Regions from separate parts of the Mus musculus genome. Here all the other regions are linked to region 3. The links are chromatin contacts, called in public promoter capture Hi-C maps. All regions are on one chromosome and are shown on one strand. The core of a region is the stretch at or near the end of the contact, and the rest is flanking DNA. Distances in the headings are between cores, read along the strand shown.

Region 1 (3,409 bases), core at 448-2,947, 570 kb after region 3:
CAGAGGCCATGGAGGGATGCTGCTCACTGGCTTGCTCCCCATGGCTTGCTAAGCCTGCTTTCTTACAGAACTCAGGAGCACCAGCCCAGGGATGGTCCCACCCACAGTGGGCGGGGCCCTCTCCCATCTATCACTAATGAAAAGAATGACTGACAGGCTTGTCTACAGCTGGTAGACATTTTTTGGTACATCTTTTGGAGGCATTTTCTCAGTTGAGGTTCTCTCCTCTCTGACGACATTAGCGTGTGTGAAGCTGGCATAAAGCTATCCGGCATGCCTGTAAATCACAGCATTTGTGAGATGGAGACAGGAGGCTTACTCCCCAGGTCCCATGAGGTTAAGAGAGAAACCAGTCTCACAGGTTTTACACACACACACACACACACACACACACACTAAATAAATGTAATAAATTTGTTGTTGTTGTTTCCAAGATAGAGCTTTTTTTGTGTGTAGCCCTAGCTGTCCTGGAACTCATAAAGATTTGCCAGCCTCTGTCTCCCAAGTTCTGGAATTAAAGGTGTGAGCCACTGTGTCCAGCAATTAAAAAAAAAATTAAAGGTAAACAAAAAGAAATATATTCGTTTGAAAGGGGAAATGACAGGAAACAAATGCGGGAGAACCACGGTGAGTTAGAGGCCAGCCTGTGTCGTGGAGGTGAAAGAAGGGGAGGGGAGGAGGGAGGGATTGGAACAGTTTGAAGCAGATGACCAAGGACTGCTTGCTGCTTCCGGTTGGCTATACGGTGGCCATTTGTTGCTAAGTCCTTTCCCCTAGTACCAGTGCCTTGGGTTAAATGCTGTACTATACAACAGAGGGCATCCTGTCTGACCCACAGTAATTACTCTAACTGGGACAGCCTCTCCCTCCTCCACCGGTCAAATGCAAATCACCCGCCCTCCCCAGGGTACTTCTTCAGAGCAGTGCTTTTTCCAAACCAGGCTGAGGCTCCATGAGACATAACCCCATCACTGGCATGGGTACCTCCGCATCACCTACATGGGTAGCCCCATCATCTGCATGGGCCAGGAGCTCAAAGGAATAGAGCCCTTCCTCAGCAGTCATCCTCAGAATGACTGACAGTAGTACATAGGGCTGGGCAAACAGTAGGCACTCAATAATTACCCTTTGGGGGGGCACAGTATACATACACACACATATATACACAGATGCACACATGTCCACATGCAGTAAATAAATGGAATAAATGTGTTGCTGCTGTTTCCAAGATAGGGCTTTTTTGGTGTAGCCCCAGCTGTCCTGGAACTCATAGAGATTCGCCAGCTTCAGTCTCCCAGTGACAGGAGAGAGCTGTAGCCCTGAGACCCGATCCAGCTCCTCCTAATCTCCCGTGTGGATGAAGGAGCCAACTGTTGCATGATGATGCCAAACTGTACCCAGCTGAGAAGAGGCATGGCTAGACCCAGCTTTCCTTCCCCCTGCCCCCGGGAAAGAAAATATTGACCCCAGGACCCACGTCCTGTCCACAGCCTCCAAATTTAGATTAGAGGATAGCTTCCCTTTCTGGCTGCTGTCTGTCCCTGTCAGGAGTGTGTCCTAAGCTGCTGCCTGGCAACAGAATGTGTACTGTTGGCTGCCCAGGCAACCACGGCTTGCTCGGCCTTGGGCTTCTGGGAGTTCCAGACAGGACAGTCCCTCGGCTTGTGCTAAGGTGGCTGGAGACACCTGTGCAACAATGGCAGTGACCTGGGAGGAGTATTTCCGCCTGGTCTTCAGCGAGAAAGTGCAACCGTGAGTGGTCCAAGAGAGGGTGAATGGGGAAGATGGAGGGAGAGCGAGCAGAGAGGCCATCCCTTCTTCTAGGGTCCCTGCAGCCCCGTTCCTTTGGGCAGTTTGGGTGCAAGAACCCTAAGAGAATGCGTAACTCAGATAGGTCTCCCCTCCAAGGTCTCTGTGAGCAGGTTAGAGCCCAGCCTCTAAGCTTCCGTGATGACTAGCATGCTCCTGCCTCCAGCCTTGGCCAGTATCTCAGAGATGAACTCCTTGAACCAGAGTGGGAAGGAATATTTTCCTGTGAGCTGCTGGCCAGCAGAGAAGCTGCATTTTAAGGATGTCAGCTCTGTGGTGTATTGCCTGCAGACCCTGAGACCTGTATCTGTCAAGTTGGGGCAGGGGTGGGGGCGGGGGCGCGTTGACTGTTCTGATGAGGGGCTGGGTGAGCCTTGTTGAATGAGATGTCAGACTCTCTTTGACTCCCTCCCATCTCACCAACCCCCGGGAGAGCTGGGCTCCCACAGCCAGTCTCTCTTGGAGCACTCCCCACGAAGAAACGCTCCCAGTTTGGGTGGTCATCCTACAGACATCCCTCAGAGGGACATCCTTGCAGCTGCTGAGGTCCCTGTCACCCCTCTCTTATCCTACCCTGTTCTGTTGGCTGACGGCTGTACCAAGTGGGTCCATTCTTACCTCCCCATTATATCTACCTGGATGAGAATGACATCCTTGCCGGAGCATCCTAAGCCCCCCATCATGAGCACTCACTGTCCCCAAGCTCAAAACTTGCCCATGTTTCTCATCTCTGGCCAGGGTCACGGCCAGCGTTTTGGGTTATGACCAATGTTTTCTTTCCCCGTGGCCTGCCACAGTCTGTCTTTCAACCAGACAGACTTTCTGACTCCATGTTGAAAATAGTCCTCTAGTCTACTGACTTTTTTAAGGTTTATTTATTTTATTTATATGAGTACACTGTCACTGTCTTCAGATGCACACCAGAAGAGGACTTTGGATCCCATTACAGATGATTGTGAGCCACCATGTGATTGCTGGGATTTGAACTCAGGACCTGTGGAAGAGCAGTCAGTGCTCTTACCTGCTGAGCCATCTCTCCAGTCCTGTCATATTGACTCTTATATCCCAGGGTTCACTGTGACCGGGTAGTGCTTGCTATTAGTGTCCATCTTAGCTGTCTGTGGTCCTCAGGGGAGTACAGCTCCCAGGAACACGGGCTTCTGTCTGTCTGTCTGTCTTGATGGTCACACCCTCTGTGACAAGGACATTGCCTGGACAGAACAGGAACACAGCAAACTTGTGAACAAATTAAAAATCCAGAGTGCCAGCCCCATGCTTGTCATCCTAACACTCAAGAGGTAGAGGCTTCAAGACCAAGAATTCAAGGCCAGCCTGGCCTACATGAGACCATTTAAAACAAAAGCAAACTGACTCTGTAGGTTGTGAGTGAGGCCATCTCAGTCACACACACACACACCCTCCCCAGGGAGTCTGCCCCCTCTTCTTGTTAACTCCTCCCCTTTGGGTCCCTCCAGGAAGCCACTGGAGCAGACTGGGGATGACAGTTCGGTCTTGCAGCTTATATTGGAGAAGAAGGAAGAGTTAGCAGTTGCGGACCTGGGTTTGCAGGCCCAGAAGAAGGTGAGCCTCAGTTGCTAAA
Region 2 (3,738 bases), core at 923-3,422, 590 kb after region 3:
CAGAGGCAGGCGGATTTCTGAGTTCGAAGCCAGCCTGGTCTACAAAGTGAGTTCCAGGACAGCTAGAACTATACAGAGAAACTCTGTCTCGAAAAAACAAAAAACAAAAAACAAAAAACAAAAAAAAAAAAAAAGAAAGAAAAGAAAAGAAAAGAAAGAAAAAGGCTTTCCCCACTGATCCTAAGTCAACAGACTCTGCACCCAATGTAATATTCTGGTTTCATTGCACCGCACAAAGATGTTGGGTTTTTTCTTTTTGTTTTTTTAGTTTTTGTTTTTTGTTTGTTTATTTGTTTGTTTGTTTTTCGAGACAGGGTTTCTCTGTATAGCCCTGGCTATCCTGGAACTCACTCTGTAGACCAGGCTGGCCTCGAACTCAGAAATCCACCTGCCTCTGCCTCCCGAGTGCTGGGATTAAAAGCGTGTGCCACCACTGCCCGGCTTGCTTTTTTTCATCTTTATTTATTTATTTTTGGTGGAGGGTAATGGTACAGTGTGAACTTGGCTGCTCTCCCGTTCATATTTACATCAGGTGTGCGACAAGCCCTTTAATAAGCATGTGTTTCCCGGGTTGGAGGAGCCTTTGGGTTTTTTTGTACAGCAAAATATTAAGAATTGGTGGTGGCGCTCTTACCAGCTCAGGGTGGCCTTGGACTCCTGATCCTCCTGCCGCCACCACTCCTACCCTGGGAGCTAAGATTACAGGTGTGTGCCACAATACCTGCTTTTACCTGGTGATGGCCTTCAAACCCAGGGCTCTGCACACGCCAGGCAAGCGCTCTATCAACAAAGCTACATTCAGAGCCCACAGGCTGGGTTTTGACTTGTAAAGTTTATTACGTCTTACTACAGCCAGCCTGTGCCGGACTGGGCCTCAGCAAAACCCTTGGTCTGAACCACGGGAGCAGCCTTCTTGTATTTGCCAATGAACACCAGCGTTCTCATTGCCTCTAGCTGTCTCTGCACATTTACTGACCACTTAACGAGTGCAGCTCATTGACTGAGCTGGGAAGGAGAAATGGAGAACCAGATATACCCGCTATGCACAAGACGATGGGCGTCATGAACGATAGGCTTTTGTGCCCCACTTGGTGATCACACCTATCCCCCAAGATGAATACAACTGGAACCGGACCATCCCCAGTTCCAATCCTGCTGTCCTCCCTGACATTGCTGGTGAGCCTGGCATAGCTAGAGCACGACATAAGTCCGTAAATACTAGTTTAGTTTAAAACCGGCTTCTCAGAAGAGTGGTCCGGCCTTCCCTTTAATTTTCTCATCTAAGACCGCCCCAAACTCAGGCGGACCTTCCGCACTTGCACTTTCTATTGGCTGCGTAAACTCGAGCCCGTCCCCCACGCGAAGGGACCCAATGAGGGACCGCGATTAGTGAGACGGACAAGCGGAAGGGCGCAGGCCGAGAGCCCGAACAGGGAGCCCCCTCGCGCTCTTACCTTCCTCGCCCGGGCGTCATCCTCCGCCTGGATCTCGAACTCGCCGTCATCCGAGTCGCTGTCGCGGCCTTGGGAAGCCCCAGTTCGGCGTTTCCGCAGCCTCTTCTTCTTCCACGGCGCCATGGTGGGACGCGACGGCGGGCCAGGTCCCACACGTCTGCCAGCAGCCATGCGGGCCGGGCTCTTAGACCCGGAAGAGGGCGGGGCCTAAGGGACGCGTCGACTGCGCGGGGGCGGAGCCTGTGAGACGCAAGAGCGGCGTCGAGAATCCAGGTTTCACCCGTAGGGCGGGGCCGGGCCTGAGGAAACCAACCAACTTCGCAGGGGCGGAGCGTCAACATGGCTTTATCAATGGGCGAAGCCAGAAGGAGGAACCAACAGAACGGGGGCGGGGCCTAAGTGGTGTACCAGCCGGGCAGAGGCGAGGCCTGAGGGACATACCAACTGGTGGGGGCGGAATGTGTCAACTGAACCGTGATAGATGCTTAAGGGACCTACTAACTGCGCGAATGCCAAGCTGTGAGAGATGTGGTAACTGTAAAGAGAGCAGGACCTGAGGGACATAACAACTGAACGTGTGGACAAACTCGAGGAATGTACCAACCACGCAAGGTTGACCCTACCAAGGGGCGGGGCCTAATGGATGTACAGATGAGGCTGGGGGTGTGGCCTGTGGAACGTACCATCAGCGCGAGGGCGGGGTATAGGGACGTACCAGTGCGCAGGGGTGGGGCGTCGCACCGGTTGCCCAGCAAGGGATGCGGGTGGGCGCGTGTCGCTGTGGCGCCCTTGCTGATTCTGTGCTATGAGGCTTTAAATGTGGCGGAGACAGAGCTTTCTGGCCGGAGGCTCCAGGAGAAAAAGCACCAGGCATGGAGATCCCGTGACGCCTGCGCTTTCAGCTCTGTAAGCTGGCCGGTGCGTTGCTACTCTGCTGTTGGGAGCCTGAGCTGGACTCGGGGAAAATGCATTTCGTATGAGACTGGTTGGCGAGGACTGGAACGCACCACGTTTGCAAAGCGCTTTGCACAAGGTAGGAATGGGGGGCGACAGTAGCTTGGGAGCCCCTTTCCCTCTTCCACCCTAATTAGTTTGTCTGGTTGGTGCCATTCCCCTGCACGCCCGCAGTCGTACTATATTTGTTGAGCATACACTGTAGGGTGTAATTGTGTATTTACTTATTCATTAAATATTTGCTGACGGCATTTTCTCCCGTCTTCACAACTAAAAAGACAGTGCCTGCTTTAGCCTGACCCATGCACCTCAGACGCCAGGCGATCGTGCAGTTCTCCGTGGGAAGTAGAAGCGGGAGGATCCGGAGTTAAAGGTCATTCTTGGCTATATAATAAAGTTTAATATAGTGAGTTTCAGGCCACCTTGGACTACTGAAATTGGGTGTCGGGGACGGGCAAGAAAGTGAAGCACTTCCAAGGTGTCCACTGAACAACAGTAGTCCTTTGAGAAAAACCAGTCGCTTTCCCTCAGCAAGAAAAAGCCCTTTTTGCCCTTGGGCTTGTTATTCCAAGCTGCTGCTCTTACTTGGAAAAGCTGATTGCTCATTCCGACCCCTATTACAGGGAGCCCTGGAGGCTGAGTCTGTCAGGCACACCACACCCACTGGGCAACGTGAAGACCCCGGTGGCACCGGCCCAGCAGCGGAATGAAAGCCCTCCACCTTCAGCACCGCAGTCCCACCAGCTACAGGGTCAAGGCCAGGGCATCCTATGTGGATGAGACCCTGTTTGGCAGCCCAGCAAGAACCAGACCTGCCCAACCAGACTTTGACCCACCCTGGGTGCAGAATTGTAACCGATCCAGAGGAGTGGGCCCAGGACCACCGAAGGGCTCTCTGGCCAAGAGAGACTGTGAGTCCCCCTCTTCCAGGGGCAGCACCCCAAACCTCACACCAAGGAAGAAAAACAAATACAGGTAAGGTGGGGGGTGCACTCCTGTTTTAAGGGTGGCTGTCTTGGTCCCTTTCCTGGTTGCCGTGATAAAATACTCTTGGCAGAAGGAACTTGGGCAAGAAAGGGTTTGAGTTGCTCTCCTTGGTTATAAGAAGTCACAGCAGTGTGGGGTGGAGATGGTTGGTCACATTGCATGCTCAGCACACTCTCTTGCTTTTATTCAGTCCCAGGGTATCTGACCCCCATCCCCCGCTTCTGACACCCCAGGCATGTGCAGGTAAAACACTAGTACTAAGGGGAAGGTCTATCGTAGGTATGGCAGCGGGCCAGCCTGACATAGCTGATTGCTCTCTGCCACTCTCCTTCCTGATGATCCC
Region 3 (3,443 bases), core at 337-2,836:
GCACACACCCACTTTCTTCAAGAGGGAAAACTAGACATCAATACCACAAGTTTGATAAATACCCACCTTCCACTTGCCAGCAATGGAGTAGCCAGAACCCCAGTGTGCTGGTCCCACTATGAGCTACACCCCCAGCCTGAGAGCTTATCCCAACTAGACTTGACTGACATAGCCTCTTTCAGACAAGCCTCAACCCTAACCCCAAGGAAAGCAACCCAAACTAGATCTCACCATTTTTCGAAGCTTCACCACCCGGGTGCCACCGTTCTTGTCCCCACCAACTGTTTTGGTGACAGTAGCAAGGACCTTCTCTTTTTTCTTCTTCTTCTCAACCTACAAAGACAAACCCATCAATCCAGGATCCTGCCAGACCTCAAACGCAGGAATAAGGCATCATAGTGGGCCATCCGTTCCCTCTCCTACCTTGGTCTTGGCAGCCGAGTATTTCCTTTTGTACAAGGCCTTCCTGGAGTACATAGCAGATCGGGAGTACCTGCCAATTCCTCTCACCAGGACAGGGTTTCGGCTGCAATGGGGCTTCGCCTTCTTGGGCTTTTTACCCTTAGGGTGAACCTTTTTGGCTACTTTGGCGGCCCGGGGCCGGGAGGCAGCAGCATCACTGCCAGCCTTCTTGGCCGCAGGTTTCTTCTCCTTTGTATCAGGCGCTTTTTCACCCGCCATCTAGGGATATAAACAATAAAGGCATTTCATCAACCATTTGTCAACAAGCTAGTATGAAAACCATCCTCTGATGCTTGCAATGCCTCTTCCTTCCAAACACAGGGTTAAGTATCTAGCACTATTAGTTTTTTTGTTTTTTTTTTTTTGCTAAAAAACTTTTTTGTGGTTCCTTATCTTATTCTTCCATTTTTGTGAATCAGAAAACCAAAGACAATCTTTGCTAGTGTCTACACAGGCAAGGAAGCCCAGAATCTCGAGGCTCTTCTGTGCGACCCACTTCAGTGCCAGCAGCCTACAGGCAGAGGCCAGGCAATGGTTCGGGGCCACGGGTTGCTCTAGCACGGGACACTATGACAGACCCAGGGGAACGGGCCTGCCATAAATCCAAACCCATGCACCAGCACGGAACACCCGAGACCTCCCCCTCTGGTGTCGCCCTAGGTCCCGAAGCCACCACGATGGCCCCAGCTCCGCAAAGTAGCCGACAGCGGTGCTCTCCGGTCGTCTTCCGGGGACGCGGTTCCCCACCTTCAGTCGCGAAGCCCAACGTGGCCAAGACAGGCTCAACAGAAGGTTCTGGAACCCCCACTGCAGGGTCGCAAGTCGCAACACAGGCCCTCCAACCCTCCCCAGGTTACGGCAGCCGGCAGGGCCCAGCGACCATCTCGGGCGCTACGCTCGTTCTTAGCCCCCCGCCAACCCACGCTGACAGAAATGAAGCTCCCGAGAGATCTGGCGAATGATCCCGACCATAGGCGGCCCTGGGTAGTGATCCCCGGATGTCCCCCAATTTCGGATGGACGAGGATTGGGGTCCCGAAAGCCGCTGCCACACAGACGCCCGCCATTCCTACCTTGCAAGACGGGAAAGAGAACTAAGGCAGCGGCTTCCGGTCTATAAGCAATGACGGGAGGTGACCAAGATCACTTCCTTCCTGTATGGGGCATCATGGGAAATGTAGTTTTTCTTTACTCCGTGGCAATGCACCTAGGGAACGTCCCCCCAGGCCCCACCCCCACCCTAATAGGTAAGGGCAGCTGAGATGGCTGAGCAAGTAAAAGCGCTTTCTCCTAAAATGATGAACAGACTTTGAGCCTTGCGACTCATGTGGTGGAAGAAAGGACTTTACAGAGTTTTCTTCTTCTCCTCCTCCTCCTTCTTCTTCTTTTTTTTTTTTTTTTGGTTTTTCGAGACAGGGTTTCTCTGTGTAGCCCTGCCTGTCCTGGAACTCATGCTGTAGACCAGGCTGGCCTCGAACTCAGAAATCCACCTGCCTTTGCCGCCCAAGTGTTGGGATTAAAGGCGTGTTGCACCACGCCTGGCCAGAGTTATCTTCTAAAAACTAAAGGTTAGGGTTGGAGTGATGGCCCAGTGGTTAAGAGAACTGGCTGCTCTTCCAGAGTTTTTTGAGTTCAATTTCCAGCAACCACATGATGGCTCATAACCATCTGTAATGGGATCCCATACCCTCTTCTGGTGTGTCTGAAGACAGCTACAGTGTAGTGTACTCATATACATAAGATAAATAAATCTTGCCAGGGCTATGCAGAGAAACCCTGTTTTGAAAACCAAATACATAAATAATAAATAAATAAATAAATCTTTAAAAAAAAAAAGTCTGACAGTGGTGGCACACCCCTTCAATCCCAGCACTAGGAAGGCAGAGGCTGGTAGATCTCTGTGAGTTTGAGGCCAGCCTGAACTACAAAGCTAGTTCTAGGAGAGCCAAGGCTATGCAAGCAAACCCTGCCCCCAAAACAAAATAAACAAATTAAATAGGAAAAAATAAATAAGATTTAAAATAAAACTTTTTTGTTCATTACATTTTTAAATAAGCTACTATCCTTTGAAAAATGACACTGTATACCTGACAGTGCCTTACTTTTTATTACATTTTATTTTATGTGTATGCTTATGTGAGCATGTGGGAGTGGGGAGTGGATGCATGCCCCAGCATACAGATGGAAGTCAGTGGACAACTTGGGGACGCCGGCTCTCTCTACCACATGAGGCCTAGAGATCAGTCATCTTAAGAGGACTTAGGTCATCACAGGCCCCGCATATAACAATTATCCTCTACCTCATAGTGCTTAGAACGACGTATACACATGATTTCTATTGTCTTCTACTTGTCTGTTGCCTGTTGCTAGTGGTAGGAGCTTTTCTCTTGACTTTCTTTTTTTTTTTTTTATCTTCTTTTTTTTTTTCTTTTTTTTTTTTTTCCATTTTTTATTAGGTATTTCGCTCATTTACATTTGCAATGCTATACCAAAAGTCCCCCATAGCCACCCACCCTCTCTTGACTTTCTATATGTGTGTGTGTGTGTGTGGGTGTGTGTGCTGTGTGGGTGGAGGTCTGAGGACAACTTACAACCACTTTTGTTGTCCCACAGTGTGGGTCCCATGAATGGAACTCAGAACTTTGTAGCAAGCACCTGACCCACTGAGCCATGTCTGTGGCCCTTCAATTCGGCTCTAAACCCCATCTTCATGGTTGAGTCTCCAGGAATCTCTTCCCTTTCTCTGGCTGTGGTTAAAGGTGAAAGAGGGAGTGGTGGGCTGCCTCTAAAGACCTCATGACACTGAAGACCACAGAAAACAGAGCACTGTGAAGACCTCAGAGTACAATCCGATTCTCTCTCTCTTCCCCAGCCCTTCTGGTTTTTCTTTTTGAAATATTTATTTAATGTATGAGTGCTCTATCTGCATATATACCTACAGGCCAGAAGAGGGCATCAGATCCTGTTATAAATAATTGTGAG

What was found. Promoter capture Hi-C pulls out the DNA fragments that hold promoters and counts their contacts.
Region 1: a promoter capture Hi-C map of hippocampal neurons shows a contact between it and region 3, with 3 times the contacts expected there. The contact joins the promoter of Cfap73 here to the promoter of Rpl6 in region 3. A contact is called at or near these places in 2 of 39 promoter capture datasets (the 3T3-L1 cell line and hippocampal neurons), 1 of 484 Hi-C or Micro-C datasets (embryonic stem cells) and 1 of 115 datasets of contacts at active chromatin or transcription factors (double positive thymocytes).
Region 2: a promoter capture Hi-C map of neural stem cells shows a contact between it and region 3. The contact joins the promoter of Rita1 here to the promoter of Rpl6 in region 3. A contact is called at or near these places in 5 of 39 promoter capture datasets (the 3T3-L1 cell line, cranial neural crest, frontonasal cranial neural crest and 2 more), 3 of 484 Hi-C or Micro-C datasets (embryonic stem cells, muscle stem cells and myocytes) and 5 of 115 datasets of contacts at active chromatin or transcription factors (double positive thymocytes, embryonic stem cells and pancreatic cancer cells).

The regions. Positions count from the first base shown.
Region 1 is chr5:120,632,523-120,635,931 of GRCm38.p6, reverse strand. It overlaps Cfap73 (cilia and flagella associated protein 73), which reads left to right and starts at 1,697. Exons shown (of 7, transcript NM_001195094.1): 1 at 1,697-1,752; 2 at 3,285-3,390. The coding sequence starts at 1,697.
Region 2 is chr5:120,611,023-120,614,760 of GRCm38.p6, reverse strand. Rita1 (RBPJ interacting and tubulin associated 1) reads left to right here and starts at 2,172. Exons shown (of 3, transcript NM_029096.3): 1 at 2,172-2,487; 2 at 3,032-3,383. The coding sequence starts at 3,115. Ddx54 (DEAD box helicase 54) reads right to left here and starts at 1,631. Exons shown (of 20, transcript NM_028041.2): 1 at 1,455-1,631. The coding sequence starts at 1,625.
Region 3 is chr5:121,202,644-121,206,086 of GRCm38.p6, reverse strand. Rpl6 (ribosomal protein L6) reads right to left here and starts at 1,586. Exons shown (of 7, transcript NM_011290.5): 1 at 1,535-1,586; 2 at 424-681; 3 at 232-333. The coding sequence starts at 681. It overlaps LOC115490270 (a small nucleolar RNA gene), which reads right to left and starts at 1,077; the gene lies at 944-1,077.